2 separate regions of the Pan troglodytes genome follow, and region 1 is linked to region 2. Evidence: chromatin contacts called from public Hi-C data. All regions are on one chromosome and are shown on one strand. The core of a region is the stretch at or near the end of the contact, and the rest is flanking DNA. Distances in the headings are between cores, read along the strand shown. Region 1 has its middle 210 kb from the start of INO80D. Region 2 holds the start of NRP2 (neuropilin 2).

Region 1 (5,271 bases), core at 1,349-3,848, 210 kb before region 2:
TTCCTTGGACTTGGGTATCTCAGTCCTGGATGCAATGGAACTTATCATAACTGAGTTAATTAGGACCAAGGGGAGCACCATGCCAGGCTGCTTCAGTCACAGCCTCTGCACCTTCCCCAGGTTGGGAGGAAGCATATCCTACCACCTTGGCACCTGCCAGCAAACCTGTGCCCAGGGGAGAAGCTGGAGCGAGGGTTCAGGGTCCCCATTGTGACGTTAGCCCTCTGAGGTCACAAGGTGGATCCCAGAGGGCTCAGACTGGGGAAGAAAGTTATGCCATGTAGAAGTAAATTTAATGAGGTCAGAAGGGTGAGGGGTGTGTGTGTTTGTTTGGGGGTGGAGTATCTTTAAAATGGCAAGAGGGAGGCTGACGCTGCATCAGCTTTGGCCACGCTGCGTTTTGAGAGCCTCTGGCATTCTGAGGCTTCTTCCCTCCTTCCTCCCCACAACTCCCTCCCAGGCCCTGCATGCCTTCCTGCAGCCCTGTTTTTCCCACGTTCGGCCCTGTACGGCCTGATCTGTGGAATGGGGGTGGAACCGTGCGGAGGCTGAGCAAGCGCTGACCACCTGCCAGCACCGTGCTGAGCTCCCAATGTACACGGATTGAACCAGAAATGGCCGGGGATCACCCACTTCACACCCACAAAACCACCAACTTCATATGGTGCAGCCTGACTACCACATTTAATTTCTCAGCAATCTTGAGAGGTATAAGGATTACATCTCCACTTTTCAGATGAGGAGAATAAGTTATCACTCCAAATCAAACATTAGTGAACAACAGAGTGAGAATTTAAGTTCTTAGCCCGGACTCCAAGCCCTGTTCAAAACTATTACATGACACCGATAAACCCTTTTATACTAACCTGTAAACAATCAATAACAGCTTCACATGGTACCTCCTGTGTGGGACAAGGCTGGTTCTTTAGGGCATCGCTCAAATGCTGGCATTGGAAGATCCTGGATGCGAGGAGTCCTTTGTTCCTTCAGCTGAACCTCCCAAGATGTTTCTGATTCGCTTCGAGAGAGTCTGCCTGGCTCACCTGCCTAAGACATGGGTAGGAATGGCAGGCAGGTGGGCTAGGCCACAATTCTGCTTCTTGAAAAAAATGGACTGTTCTTCTGATTTAAGAAGTAAACCCTATTCAGTGTAGAAAATGAAAACAAATATAAAATATGTAAATAAAAATGACCAACCATCCTTAGCTAGAGGTAAGGATTGTCACAATGTTTCAGGATTGTACTTTTCACTTATCTTGTGCCTCTCTCTCTCTGTCCTCCTCTCTACGTGCATATATACATTTTGGAAGGTGGATCTAGTGTACATATAATTTTCCTTATTTATTAAATCTCCATTTTATTCTAAAGGATTCAGCATGGATTACAAAGGCACATAAAAAACGATAGAACAAACTAAAAGTGGGGTTAAGAAAGACAAATCTACACCATAATGCCATGTTCAGATTTGTATTTTTAACATTTAACATGACATTGAGCATATGTGTCCATTTGCCATTAAATAGACTGTTGCATTATTTTTTAAATGTATTAGTATTATTATTTTTAATAGAAGGAAAGCATATGACCGCAGAGCAGTGCACAGGTTGGAAGTGAATGGCTGGATGCGGTATCTTGTGGGTTTTGTTTTTTTTTTTTTTTTTTTGAGACAGGGTCTCACTCTGTCCCCAGGCTGGAGTGCTGTGGCGTAATCTCGGCTCACAGCAGCCCCTACCTCCTGGGCTCGAGCGATCCTCCCACCTCAGCCTTCCAAGTCGCTGGGACTACAGGTGTGCGCCACCACACCCGGCTATATATATATATGTATTATTTGTAGAGACGGGATTTCTCCATGGTACCTAGCCTGCCACATCATTCTTAATGTCTCCACGGCATTGCACTGATGGGAGCAGCGCTCTGTATCTGATCAGGCCCCTCCTATTGGCTGTTAGGCCGCTTCCAAAATGGCAGATTTACAAATAAAGCTGCAAACAACACCTTTGTAAAGAAGTCTTTGTGCACCCCCTCCATTTCCTGAATGGGCGTTTCTAGAAGTATTTCCAGCAACACCAGAGCCATGGAGGAATCCTATGTGTGAATCCCCCACTGCCCTGGGAGAGCACAGCATTTTCTGGTGCATCCAGAGGTTGCCCAGCCCCTCTCTACGTCAGTATGGACCCTTCGCATCCTAGGCCAATCACGTCGCCTTCCAGACTGTCCCCACGTATGTCCCCATGGCTCTGCCAGCTCCCTGCCCTTACGCCTCTCAGGGATGCACGGTTGGGCTACTATAGGAGCTACTGCCTGTTGAGATGAGCACCCCCGAAGTTGGGCATTTGAAAGGGAAATAGAGTCAGATACTTGCCGGAGGTGAATGATGTGGGTGAGGGAAGTCGCTGGACTTGGCTTATTTCTGTTTGATCCTTACCAAGTTTTCTGCAAAGAAACTGCTTGGGATGCTGCTTATGCGGCTTTCTCATTTGCTGAAAAACAATGTGTGTCCGGAGTAGTGAAAAGGCAACGGACCCAAACTGCCTCCAGCGCCAAGAACCCGGCAGTCCACACGAGGGCGCTGTTCTCCCGCCATGAAGGACTAGGCGGGCTCCTGCTTTCTGGGCGGAAAAGGGCGCCAGGAGGCAGAGCGGGAAAACCGGCAGAGGGTGTGGGAGGGAGGAGGAGACGTTTGCCTTCCCCGTCATTCTCCTTCCTTGCAGAGCCTCTCCTTTCCCTCAGGGACTCCCTCACCACCTCTTCCTTACAGCCCCCTCACTGCTTTTCCTTGCGTATCTTTCGGATGCCACAGTCAGCTCTGGGCCCATCCATGGCTCCATCTCCTATCCTAGGGTTGTCCCGCGGCGCCCTCTTTTCCAATGGATTTCCCCCCTCTTATCCTGTACTGGCTATAATTTTTTTTAAAGTGACATATATTTACTTGTGTATTTAATAAAGTTTTGGTGCACTTAAAAAATGTTAAAGCAGAAAAATTAATCCTTTTGTATTTATTAATTTTTTTCTGGAAAATAGAAACCCACAAAAACAAGATTATTTAAGATTTTTTCCCCCTTGCATAAGGCACCTGGTTGCCTGTTATTTATATACGTATTTTTTGTGGATCAGTGGACCCGAGGAGAAAAATGATCAGAACTGTAACAAATATAACCTAATAGTCATCAGGTTCTTGGTCTTTGATTCCTTTATATTCAGGGCTGTAAACAAGTCTGCATCCGGAAGTGGAAATAAGGCAGCTAAAGAATTCATGAATAATAGTCACAATGTATTGAGCTTTCAATAATAGTGACAGTGTATTGACCCATGTCCTCCACTACCAGTGAGGGAGCTGAGGTCAGAGAGTGTGAAGAGTGAGGCCAAGGTGACCCAGATGAGGAGGGTAGCTAGGATTTGATGCCCGCTCTTAGTGGCTTCAAACCTTGGGCCATTTCAGTAGCAACCCATGAGACCATTCAAGTGGACCTGGGCAGTGAGTCCGGCTTTAGGGTCACTTCTGCGGAACAGTAAGGTCCAAGAGGTTCCTCATCCAGCTGAATGCGGGGCTTCAGTACCTTTCTGAGACCAAGGGACAGGGGGAACCCAGACTCAGGGAGCCGAGCAAGCTGACCCCACGCCTCTATTGGAGCTAAGGGAGAGCAGCGCCGTGCACAGCGCTCTTTGGTTTAATTGTAAGGCACCATTCTCGCCCACACATGACCATTGGCTGGGTACTCATTTTTCTTTAGTGATAAGGAAGAGCAAAATCAACCCACATGATCTAGAGCAGTGGTCCTCAACCTTTTTGGCACCAGGGACTGGTTTTGCAGAAGACAGTTTTCCATGGGCCCACCAGGGTGTGGGGATGGTTTCGGGACTATTCAAGCCCATTACATTTATTTTGCACTTTATTTCTATTATTATTACATTGTAATATATAATGAAATAATTATATAACTCACCATAATGTAGAATCAGTAGGAGCCCTGAGTTTTCCTGCAACTAGACAATCCCATCTGGGGGTGATGGGAGACAGTGACAGATCACTAAGCATTAGATTCTCATAAGGAACATGCAACCTAGATTCCTTGGGTACGCAGTTCCCAATAGGGTTCATGCTCCTATGAGAATCTAATGCTGCCGCTGATCTCACAGGAGGCGGAGCTGAGGCAGTAATGGGAGCCACGGGGAGCAGCTGTAAAAACAGATGAAGCTTTGCTCATTCACCTGCTGCTTACCTCCTGCTGTGCAGCCTGGTTCCTAACAGGCCATGGACCAGTAGTGGTCCATGTACTGGTCCATGGCCTGGGGCTTGGGGACCCCTGACCTACAGAGTTGTGTTAGGGTTAGGGGCCAGGCATGGTGGCTTGTGCTGTAATCCTAGCACTTTGGGAGGCTGAGGCGAGTGAATTGCTTGAGCCCAGGAGTTCAAGACTAGCCTGGGCAACATGGCGAAACCTCATCTCTACAAAAAATACAAAAATTAGCTGGGCATGGTGGCGCACACCTGTAGTCCCAGCTACTTAGGAGGCTGAAGTGGTAGGATTGCTTGAGCCCGGGAGGTTGAGGCTGCAGTGAGCTGTGATTGTGCCAATGCAGTCTAGCCTGGATGGCAGAGCCAGACTCTGTCTCGGGGGGTGGGGGGGGGGGGGTAAAAAAAAAAAAAAAAAGGAGTTAGGAGGCTGAAGCTATGAACCCCTAAATAAAGAGCCCATTCCCAAGGTACAGCCCAGCAAAGTATTATTAGTCACTTATACCACAGTGTGCAAATAGAGATATGTCCTTTCCCATCTCTGGTCCAGAATTTTGAATTTTAAACTTTATCTCATTGAAATGAAGGTCCCTATATTCAGTGAAAAGTATTTCAGGCCGCCTCGGGGGTCAAGGGAGATCTTTGCAGGGCACTTGAAATGATGCCATGAGGTAGCTGTGGCGGTCACCTCACCCTTCTCTTAAAAAAATAGTAACCTAGTCACAGTGGTAATTCATATCTGTTTTAGAAAAATTGGAAAATATAGAAAAGCACAAAGAGGAAATCAATTATAACTCTTCTCAGCTTAACACCTTTAATTTATTTCTCCAAAACAAAGAGTACAGCAAAAAAGCATTAAGCTAAAGGCTATTAACATAACAAAAAGGCCTCCGGTCTCTTCTCTGTAGAACTTTGAAGATTGTGCCGGCCTCAGGGCTTGGAGCCGAATCCCACTTCCATAGCACTCAAGCCTGCCCCTTGAAACAAGTCACTTATGCCCCTCCTGTGACATTTTTGGAGGTTACAAAGATTATTTC
Region 2 (5,610 bases), core at 79-2,578:
ATATTTCACTGGCTAGTTGGAGAAACTCAAGGGAGATGTGTTCTGCTTCAAGACAGGGAAAAAAAATTCCCAAAAACTGTAATGCAAAGGCTTTGTAGTATTTTTAAACCTTTGATTCAGTCCATATGTGACATGTGAACACCGCCAAATTCTGTTTCAAAACACACACACACACACACACACTCCTAGCAGGAGAGGAAAGTTGGGTTTTAGCAGCCGTGGTGGTGTAGGAAGGGCCGGCTGGGATCTCTCTTTAAATTATTGAGTACTGAGGGAGCCTTCTTCTGTGCCGTTCTGCGTGGCCTTCCTGCTTTAGCGGTCACTTTTAAAGGGGAAACCATGTTGCAATAAATAGAAAAAACTTTCAGTGGCTTACCTGGTTGGCCTCTCACTTGGTGTCTTGAAAAGTAGAGGGCTAAGAAAACCCAGGTGAGAGGAAACATATCCATTTTGGAGAAGGTGGCTCTTTCCAGAGCTGGGTTCGTAGGTTTCTTGTTTAAATCTTTGTGTTTTTCTCTCTTTTATTTTCCTCCTTACAACGTCTTATGCAGAGGTTTCTAATGGTCAGCGTTTCCCTCCTGAGTCCTGGTGGCTTGTCTTCACCTTTATTCTTGCTGGAATTTCCACCTCACCAGGAGGAGAGTAGCTCCTGAAATCAGCAAAGAAGGAACAAGCCGGGAAGAGAACACGGTTTTCCTCTCAAAAACAAAACGCATATATGTTCTCTCCAGTTCTTCAAAGTGTCATTTCCTTTATCCTACAATATCACGAGTATTTCCCGAAAGCCAAGCGTAACAATAATGATAATAATAATAATTAAAACCAAGACTTGCCTTGGGCATCACACTGCCCCCAGGCAGCTGTGTGATCTCAGAGGCGTAAACTGACACACATCCCGTGGCACCCTTGACGGACACGCGGGCGGAGGCAGCCGCCGCCGGACAGCCCGAGTGGAAGGCGGCCGCCCTGCTCTTGTCCTCGCCGGGTTCCCCCGGCGGGAGCCTCCCCCAACGGCTACACCCGCTTGGCCAGCCTCTCGAGGGGAGTCTGAGGAAGGAAGCTGCTGCTGCTGTTGCTGCTGCTGGTGCGGCGGCGGTGGCGGCTGGGATCGCCTGGGAGTGAGCGAGCCCCTCTCCGAGTTCGCTGGCGCCCGCCCTCACCTCCACCTCGCCGAGTGTCTGTGCGGCTGAGGATGTGCTGGGGGCCGGCTGCAGGCTGGTGCCTCGCTCGCGATCTCTGCCTCCCCTCCGGCTCCCCACTGCCTTTTCAGGCCGAGCAGCATGTGGATGTCAGAGCCGCGGCAGAGCTATCCGATTACGCGCCGGCTCAGGGCCCGCCCCTTCTGTGTTCCTGATTAAAGAGGCAGCAGCGGAGACGCGCGGCGCAGAGCAGAGTGCCGCGGCACCCAGCTCGGGCGGGGCGGCGGCGGCTTCTCTCGGGCCGCCGCAGGATCGAAGTTAAGGCGGCGCCCACCCCACCACCCCTCGCCCGCCCCGCATCTCCCGATCGCCCCCGCGCACCTCCGCGCCGGGCCGCCGGTGCGTAACGCCCTGGGGAAGAAGCGCCCCCGGGCACCCCCAGGGCGCGCCGCCCTTGGCCGTGTCGCCCCCACCCAAGGGAGACCCCGGGGGGACGGGGGGAAAAGCCTTGTTCCCCCTAAATTCCACGACTCCGATGCCACACACGCAGAACCCAACACAATGCCACGCGCGATGGCGTTACAAGAGGAGTTGGGTGGCGTACGGTGTTTGGGGTAGCGAGCCGGTCGGCAGCTCAGCCATGCGTTCGAACAGGCAGCGGTGCGTGGCGGCGACACACACCGTCAGCCCGGTCTGAATAAAACCCCAAACACTCGCGGCGTTTACTACTCAGATCCTTTGTTATGTCCCAAACATGCTCTGCTCCTCTCTGGGTTAGGATTTCGTTACCCCTGCGCCTTTAACTTGTAACTACGCTAAAAAGAGGAAAGATTTTCTTCAGCAAATAATTTCTTCAGGTAATTAAATTGGATTCCATCAAGTTCCCCCGAAAAAGTATAGGTGCTTGAAGGCGTCTCATCCAAATGCTACTGTAACTACGTCTATTCACATTTTCCCCCATGGAAACGTGGTCACAAAGCCTAGAGAAAGAAAACATCATTATGCCAACTATTTTTAAATGGAGGCGTGAAAACTGTTTAGAGGGAACTGCAAGCTAACAGTTGGGGAAACACTTGTATCTTTGTTTCTGAGGATGGCTTTGTGGATTCCAAACTGTCTTGCTTCACCAGACACCTATTACTACATTATCATAAAGACTGCAACAGAAACAGCCTAAATTACACCCTGCACATGTACACCTTTTCTGCCACAAAAGAGGTATATGAAAAATAAGAAAATTCAGAAAAATATTTACAGATTAAGATTTTTTTTTAATTAAGAAAGTAAAATTTTCTGTAGATTAAGAAAAATACAGTTTCGGTGACGAGAAACACACACCTGACTACCCATTTTCTTCTTGGCTTGTACTTGTGGATTCTTCTGGGTGGTTTCCCTCCTTATCTGGACTTGCCCATTAGCTTTGTTTATCACTTTTAGTGTTTGAAAAATCTGTAACTCCCACTTAACTGTTATTTACACTGAGATAACCAAAACAAAATTGAATCAGAAGTGATTTGCAAATAGTTGAGCCAAGCTGTGTTGGGGGGTGGGGCGGGATTTTAGAGTGGAAATCCACAGGTTGACTATCACACTGTTAATCTCAGATGCCTGGTTGGGAAAGGCACAGCACAGAGGCCTCTGAGTTCTTCCAGGGAGCATGTCTCTTGGCTAGCCTAAATGCTACCTTTCATTCCCTCTTTGCCTCCCTCCTTCCTCTTCCTCCCTCCTTTCCTTCCTTCTTCCTTCCTTTCTAGGCTTGAGAACACATCCACATTATTAAAAACTCCAGATTTACATTTCTCCTCTTTAAAGCTCAATTGTAAAGAATGACTCCAAGCCTTAAATATTTAACAAAGTAAAAGAGCAGTTTGGATTATTAACCTTAAGCAGAGATCCCGGTTTATGTCATTGCCAAGATGCTAATCTAAGGACAAAGAACGCTATCTGTAGTGACAGTCCCTGAATAGAGAGGGCCATTTAATATCACCTCTCCCCACCACTCACCAGGCATGCCAAACCATTTTAGCCAGTGCCCAATGTGGGAGACTCCTGTTTCTGAGAATAATGTAGCCAGGGTTTAGGTGAAGGGCACTGTGAAAGGGGGAAAGAAGAGAGAAAAGGTAAACCTAAGCCCACTGGAGAACCATAAGAATGACAACCCTGGACTTCTGGTCTTGGGGTCTCAGGGATGAAGGTCCCCATCAGGCTGCTTCCAGAGTAGAGAAAAGTCAGAATCAGTTTTGTTCCTGGCCTGGTTGCCTACACTATAACTTTTCATTTTTCAGCGGTGTCCTACAGGGGACGCTCACTTACTTCCTGGGAGTCCTCTGTACCAGGGCTGCAAGACTTCCCACTGGCCTTGAGTGAAGGCCTCATTTCCTGCAGTTGGACAGAGAGTGAGTCTCAGGTTTCCATCCCTGGGGACTCAAGCGGCCAGACCATTTTTTAATCCTCTAGGGGGCAGCACTCAATAAATAATGGTAACACCACCCAGGGTCACACTTCTGGTGGTGCTTTTAATTCCAAGGAGTTCAAAGTGCTTTATCAGACCAGGGAAGATTCAGAGTGAGGCCGATCTCTCCCCAGCCTACTCTGAACAAGACCCCACCGGCCCAGAGAGGGCTTAGAATTGTTTTAACCTAAGACTTCCAAGGACTCTTGGGAACTAAACACAAATCTCACATGTGCCACATGGAAAACAAATCTTTAGGGAAATTCTTCACACTGGGACTGGCTCAGACCTGCCAGTCTTGTTTCCCTCTAGACTGGGATCTCAGGGTTTGACTGCAGTTGGTTTGGTTTCCACCAGAGGTATAGTGGTAAAGAGCTAGGTAGGCACCGTGCTTTTCAGTATTTTGTGAGTCCACATCCCTGGCCCATAGGGAAGCCTGCCTACCTAAAGGCCAGTGTCAAAAATCGGGTTTGTGAACAAAAACACTGAGCTGACTAGATAACAGCTAATTAGCGAAGCTGAGATTCCTGGCCACATCACTGACTCACCTAGGATGTTTCATGTCATTATCCTTAATTGTAAAATAATACTAGATAATCCACCCCACATTCCATTCCTTTGACGGGAAGGGATGTGGGGGAACATGAAACAGGTTGGTAAAGGATGCTAAGAGAAAGCTGTTACCAAGCCACACCCCTGTGGAAAGTTAAGTGTTCCCAGCTAGACAGTCCCAAACCTTAGGGTATATCAGCATCACCTGGAGGAAGTGTTAAAAATTCTGATCCCTGGGAACCATTTTCCTGCAGGTGAAATTCCTTGAGTCTGGAGTGGTCTTTGGGAATCTGTATTTTTAACACACATCTTAGGTGATTCTGATGCAAAGCCTCCACAGACCAGTAGTTGGGAACTTCTGATCTGATGTGTTCTATTTACACACAGCCTTCCATAAATGCTCTTCCGTTGAAGGAAACCTGGACAAGTATTCCTTCACATTTCCTCTCTGGGTACTTTTCAATATGGGGCAGATGTTTCAGGTTTCTTGGAAAAACCACCAAGAACAAGTTCTCGAAAATGCCGCAGTGGTGGAATTCCCAGATTTACCTGTGACCTTTAGCAGCAACTGCAGAGAGCCAATTTGAAAACACCAAAAGCCTCGCCTCATGCAGGCAGGAGCTTTGCAGGGACATGTTCAAAGTAGCGGCTGATGGGTTTATGAGCTGGAGCCAGACCTTTCACCACCAGCCCACTCAACCATTGGTGGTTACTAGAGGTTCGTTTCAGGTATGCTTTTCCATCTGTGTTCATCCCACTGTACTTACGAAATGTTCATGGATGCATGACTATGCCAGAGGTATGCGAGCAAGACAGAGATTTAGGTCTTGCCTCTCGGGAACACAGGATCTAAAAGCTCCAGAAGTTTCATGCTTCCACAATAGATATCACGTGTCACATGGTGCTTCCCCTTATCGGAGCCCTAACATCAATAAGCTCTCACCCTGAAAAGGAAAGATCTAAGGCATAATTGCATCTTAATCTGTAATTTACCACACTGCCCTAGTTAAGGTTTAGCTACATCTGTCTCAGAAGCAAAGCTTCAGTTAAAATGGAATAGGTCCTAATTTATTATTCTCTCTTTTGTTTGATGTCAAAGTCCAGGTTTCTGGTCACTAAGGTTTTTTTTGTTTGTTTGTTTTTCTTACTCGCCTTTTAAACAATCAACTTTTTTTTTTTTTCAGCACACTTGAATATTGCCCAGTAGTTTCTATTTGACATTTCTATTCTAAATTGATATTTCTAGTATATTCTATTTGGTGGGTTTCTGGAATCCTTACAGATTTCCATAAACTATTGAAATCTCCTTCACTCCATACTGTGTGTATATCTCATTTCTTCCTCAGACACAAACACTGGATCTGGTAGGAGGGGCCCTTATGAGACAAAATTTAAAAAGCAGCAGCAAAATGTGCAAAATTCATTCAGACCTCCCTGGAATCCTTGGAAAAAGAACCTAAAGAAGCC

What was found. Hi-C and Micro-C count contacts between places; a contact is called where the count stands out from the background.
Region 1: a Hi-C map of stem cell-derived neural progenitor cells shows a contact between it and region 2, with 5 times the contacts expected there. The contact joins the enhancer-like site here to the promoter of NRP2 in region 2. A contact is called at or near these places in 2 of 7 Hi-C or Micro-C datasets (induced pluripotent stem cells and stem cell-derived neural progenitor cells) and 1 of 1 other capture datasets (stem cell-derived neural stem cells).

The regions. Positions count from the first base shown.
Region 1 is chr13:108,119,673-108,124,943 of NHGRI_mPanTro3-v2.0_pri, reverse strand. No RefSeq gene overlaps it. Among named protein-coding and RNA genes, the nearest start is that of INO80D, 210 kb to the left of the region's middle. Within about 2 kb of position 2,598, at least 1 of the 24 cell types and tissues checked has an H3K27ac peak or open chromatin away from gene starts, as enhancers often do. A contact at or near this core is called in stem cell-derived neural progenitor cells, where this site is marked.
Region 2 is chr13:107,904,240-107,909,849 of NHGRI_mPanTro3-v2.0_pri, reverse strand. NRP2 (neuropilin 2) reads right to left here and starts at 1,328. Exons shown (of 17, transcript XM_016950360.4): 1 at 377-1,328. The coding sequence starts at 449.